Regions from separate parts of the Cricetulus griseus genome. Here region 1 is linked to region 2. A link is a contact called in public Hi-C data. All regions are on one chromosome and are shown on one strand. The core of a region is the stretch at or near the end of the contact, and the rest is flanking DNA. Distances in the headings are between cores, read along the strand shown. Region 1 overlaps Xxylt1 (xyloside xylosyltransferase 1). Region 2 overlaps Xxylt1 (xyloside xylosyltransferase 1).

Region 1 (2,700 bases), core at 113-2,612, 100 kb before region 2:
CAGGAAGCCTTCTCACATCTCAGCGGATCAGGAAGCAGAGAGACGAACACTGACAGTCACTTTCTTCTTCCTCCCTTTCTATTCAGCCAGACCCCTAGAATGGCACTGCCCACATGCCAGGAAGTTCATCTCTCCTCAGTCCTCCCAGGAAGTGCCTTTATAGGGCACTGTTTCTTAATCTAATCAAGGTGACAAACAAGACCACAGACAACTGCAGTCAAATTCAGAGAGGGATTCATGGTGAATGGAATATAGGCGCCTAGGACTACAGGACTTACTGAGCAACAGGACCACTCTGGGAGCCATGAGGGACCCAGGTGCTGTTCCATGGTGTGGGGTGGGGTGATGAAAGGGCAGGAGCCCTGAGAGAGAAACGAGACTTCAGAAACAGAAGTCGAGGAAGTAAATGACCAGACTTACTAGGCTCAACATCAAAGTGTCACCTGGAATCCACAGTGGAGAGGCTCAGTCACCGGCAAACAAACGTCTGTGTATGCTAGACGTGGAGCGATGGATGACATAACAGCAAGATATTATTACATAACAACAGTTAACGACTAAGGGTGGTTAGTACGTTCTTCATGTAAAAAGAAGCAGCGAATAGAGAATTTAGGTCTGACATTATGCAAGGCCTGCTCTGGGCAGCAAGGCTACTTCTGCAGGGTCTGACTGCTAAGCTGTCTCGTGCGGAAGCAGCTGGACAGTTCCAGAAACCAGACTCCACACGGCAATGACCTGGAGATCTGCTTCCATTGGGGTGAGCAGGGTGAACATACACTGTTTAGACGGGGCACCACTATGGTTGACCTGCCAGGACTCCAGTGTCCACAGCTTCGCAGGGCTTTCCTTTCCTTTCTCCGTGACACTGTCACAGCACAGCATTGAAGGACTTGCCTCTTCCTCTTGCCTTCATGGCAACAGCACCACATCGTAGCTTCCCCTTTAGAGGCTGTGTTCACATTTGCCTGCGAGGCTTCTGGTTACTGTCAGGCAGCGTCTCCCTGGTATATATGTAGCATTTAGCTGTTGACTTGAACCACACAGGTATTGATTCTTGTGCGGATGGAATGCTTTAAGCTAATGTGAGTTCCTTACATCCAGTATCCAACTTGTCATTATTAATAAAGTGACAGAATAACCAACAGTTACTTTATCACTGATAACTCCAAAAAGTAGTAAGGTTCTCCTGGAGACCAAAGAGACCTCTATTTGCTACCCACTAATGTTCTGCATAGAGGGGGATCCTGATTTACGTGCATTCCTTCCCCTCCACCTCTCCCATGGGACCAACCATCTCCAGTTTGCTGTGACTCAAAGTGGCATCCAAGTATGATTAGCCTGGCCATTTACAGGGCTCAGCCAATCAGTGTATGGTAGGGGAGGAGACTGTAGAAGGATCTCATGTCTGTATAACAACCCAGAGCAACCCAGGTGAGACCCCTGCTGGTCATGTGTGGTACTGCAGTCCTGCCGTGCAGAGCAGGTTGCTCAGTACAGACAGATGAGGGAGGAACAGAGGAGCACTGCCTAGGAAAGCTGCTGCAGGGTAGCTGAGAGCAGCGACCCAGTTCCGCTATTAGAAGCCTCTTTTGTTTCCCCATTGTTCAGCTACATCCAAATCAGTACTCAAGTGGATGGCTCCCATCCTGCCCCCTCAAGACACAGGGGGATCCTCTCTGCATTTACTCTCCTAGGTCAAGGTGGACGGACAGGGAGAGGAAGGCAAGGAGATGCTCTGGCCAAGCACCCCACAGACAAGCAATAAACTGCACATGGAAGATAATAAAATTACAGACGCCTTAGTCTCTTTCTGTTGGTAACAGGGTAGGAAATAAAATAAATCACAAACACATGGAGGCATCCGCCCGTGCCTTGTGGAATAGGGTGCTACAGTTTGCTCGCCTAGCATGGCTTTCCATTTGCAGCATCACTTGACAAGACAGCAGGTTGTCTCCTCCCAACCTTCAGAAGGAAGAAAGGGCTGTGGGCTCCAAGGCATACTCATCGAGGACAGTCAGAATTAAACTGTCCCCAGTCCTTCTGAGCATTCCAGTTGGCCAACAAGGCTGCCACCTTCATTTCTCACATCCTCATGAGGCAGGCATGGTGGGAATGCCTCATTTCTTAAATGGGGAAATTTAAATCCTGGCATGGAAAAACCACCTGCTTCAGCTTCCACAGTGGGGCCCCTTCTCCAGTGGGTGCTAGCCAGTGCTGGGGAGGGGCCTTGCGTGCAGCAAATACAACTGATGCCATATATCTCCACAGTTGAGTCACATCAACTTTAACACAAGTTGAAATTACCCTACCCAAGGAAGATTTCTAAAGGCTGTCTGGACACCACTCGCCATGTGGAGTCTCATTCCTCACTCCATAGACCAGACACCATAGCCAAGAGATCTCGGTGACTCAGAGAGGCAGCCGGATGGCCAGATACAAGTTCAATGCCATAGGCCTCTTGTGTCTATTCATTTTCCTTTGCTAAATATAATCATGTATTGAAAAGAGCTTTGCAGAAACAGTAACTAGAAATGCCAAAAATTACATTTATGAAAATATACAACCCAGTACACCCAAGTGTTTGGAACCAGGTACAACTGGCACCTTGTTCAAGAATAGCCAATTAACTGCTAAATCTCTCTTTTTCCCCTCATTTGCAATTTAGTAAAATATTTCTTTGTTTTTAAAAAAGAAGTCTAT
Region 2 (2,700 bases), core at 163-2,662:
GCGGAAAGAGTTATCCTTACAGCACAAGGCACAGCTTTCAATGTACACAAACACAAGTGACTGCAGAAGGACCACAGGTGAGTGAGACTAAACAAATGCATCCCACCAGGGACAAAAACTGAAGATGTGGAGGTAAGGACCACCCAGAACTGGCTCAGGAATGAGCCAAAGAGAAGGTGGACAGGGAGACAGGGAATCCACGGAGTCCCAGAAGCCCTTGTCCAGCTATGTGATGATTGTGATTTGAATGACAATGGACACATAGGTCCATGTTTGAATGTGTAGTTCCCCAGTTGGTGGAACTGTTTGGGAAGGATTAGGAGGGGTGGCCTTGTTGGAGGAGGCATGTCAGGGGGAACATGCTTTCAGGTTTCAAAAGACCCATGTGATTCCCAATAAACTCTCTTGAGCTTGTTCTCCCCCCACTCCCCCACCCCTGCTTCCTATTTGGTGATCAAGAACTGAGCTCTCAGCTATTCCTGCAGCCATGCCTTTGTCCTGCCATCATGGACTCCAACCCTCTGAAACAGTAAGTGCTTTCTTTTCTAAGTTAACTTGGTTGTGGTGTTTTTATCACAGCAACAGAACAGTGACTAAGACAGTGCCCTCTTAGGAAAGTCACTTGGCCTTTCCTGGGCCCAATTCCCTCATAGGTAACTTGAAGGTACTAGACTTCCTCCAACCCAGACTTTCTGTGACCTGCTGTCAAGTAAATGCAGGAGATAGTGCCCCGGTCACCATTCCACTGGGGCCCCAAATCTCACAGAGCATCCCCTGCTTCAGAGGGATAAGGAAGAACCACCCAAATCAACAGCCATTCAGGAAGGATACAGTGCTCACGTGTCAGAAAGGTAGTGGTCCAGCTCCACTGCTCACTGCCTGTGGCTCTGAGCAAGCGATCACTCTGCCTTGGGCCAGGGGCCTCAACTGTACAACTTCTCTTCAAGAGAGAACACCTCTCTACATGAAGACAACTATTCTTTGTACCAAAGGCAGGACCAAGGTAGGCTCCAGCATAATGCCTGCTCCTCAGGGGCTCATTGAACTGTGGCGACTGCTGTGATCCTTGGAGAGATGACAAACACTGGAGAGGGCTGGGGAGATTCTATACCCCTCATCTCCTCAGGCCTGAGGCCAGGAAATCAACCCAAATCTCCCAGCAATGAAAACTCTGAGGGTCATACCAGGAACCATACCAGGAAGGGCTGAACAGCAGCCTCTTCCCTTCACCTCCTAGCCTCCTTTCTGAACAAATTCTAGAAGAACGTGTGCTTGCAACTTCCTATTTCCATTTTAGAGCCACCAGTAAGTAAGACAGCTGAACATGTGACTCAGGGCTGGAAAGTCCCTATCCTTCCACCACCATCTGCATAAAGGAATTTTAGAATCCCAGAGGTCTGCATGATGAACTTGCTGGTCAGCCTGTGGCACAATAGGAAAATGCTAGAACTTTGAAGAGCTGTGACTCAGTGGGAGTTCCATGTGTGTGCGAGTGTACAGGCAACAGAGGCAAGCCTGAGGCATACTCCTGGCTCTGCCTCCCCAGAACTAAGGACAAAACCACACACACACACCCCTTGGTTATTACATGAGTGCTGGGGATGTGGGATCGGGTCTTAATGCTTGCCCAGCAAACATTTTACCAATTAAGCAATCTCCTAACCCACAGTGGGAGCTCTAAGGAATTGGAGGTGTGTGCTTGCAGGGAACACTGGGACCTCAGTTCCTTCTTCTTCCTTCCTTTCAATTCCCATCCAAGTGAACTGGGTTGTACAGTGTGTGTTCTGGCTACTGCCATCCGACACCCCACCAGAGACCTGTAAAAAATGGTTTTGTTTGATTATGGACAGAAAGGTTAAACCTGTTATCTAAAATAGTCCTTGGTGGAGTGGAGATAAAGCTTGATGTAGAGCACTTGCCTAGTACACAAGAGGCCTTGGTTCAATTCCGCATACAACAAACCAACCACTCTTTATAGACTGAGTAGCCGGGGAATTTGTTACTGTAATGGAAAAGTAACTAATCCATCACTTACAGGTGAGAAACTGAAGCTTAGACTGGAAAGCCTATTCATGAAAGCCAGAAGAGAAAGACCTAGAACCAAGATAAGCAATTCCTGGGCAGACTCTGTCCACTAACGTCTGGATCAAGGGCAGAGGCTGAGGGGCCCACCAAGCACTGATGCCGGAAGGAGTTCTGGGCAGGTCAGGAACCTCCCTAGCTCTCTATGGTAAGAGAAACATAGGAGTCCCTCCCAGAAGCATCAGGATTTCTTCATGACAGAAGGAGGGGCAGTGGGTCCAAACCCTAAAAAGAGTCTCTAAAGCTTACCATTGCCATCGAGGCTATCTCAGCCGGGGCAACCTCTATTGGAGAGCTGACACCTCTCTCCCTCTCTGGTTAGCATGATCCCACATGCCTTGGAATAGCGCTCACAGGGTGTCTGAGCTGCGCCGCTCCCCAGCAGCCCCCTCACTTCCTGCAGCTACTCCACAATGCTCACCCTCATTGCTCACCTGCCTGCATCTACTCCTGCAACCCATTTAGCCTGCACAAGACCTGTCTTAAAATCTCCATGGAGACAGACATAAAGATTCAGAGCACCAAGGGTTAGGAAGGGACTAATGGGTGTGAGGTGTCAGAGATGGGTGAGATCCCACAATGATAACATACTAAAAATCAGTATAGGACTACAGAGAG

Evidence for each region. A called contact is a pair of places that touch in the nucleus more often than the background predicts.
Region 1: a contact with region 2 is called in a Hi-C map of fibroblasts, with 4 times the contacts expected there. The contact joins two enhancer-like sites. A contact is called at or near these places in 5 of 8 Hi-C or Micro-C datasets (the CHL-YN cell line, the CHO-K1 cell line, fibroblasts and 1 more).

The regions. Positions count from the first base shown.
Region 1 is chr4:58,480,258-58,482,957 of CriGri-PICRH-1.0, reverse strand. All of the region lies in intron 3 of Xxylt1 (xyloside xylosyltransferase 1), which reads right to left. Among named protein-coding and RNA genes, the nearest start is that of Xxylt1, 120 kb to the right of the region's middle. Within about 2 kb of position 1,362, at least 3 of the 6 cell types and tissues checked have open chromatin away from gene starts, as enhancers often do.
Region 2 is chr4:58,380,678-58,383,377 of CriGri-PICRH-1.0, reverse strand. All of the region lies in intron 1 of Xxylt1 (xyloside xylosyltransferase 1), which reads right to left. Among named protein-coding and RNA genes, the nearest start is that of Xxylt1, 18 kb to the right of the region's middle. Within about 2 kb of position 1,412, at least 2 of the 6 cell types and tissues checked have open chromatin away from gene starts, as enhancers often do.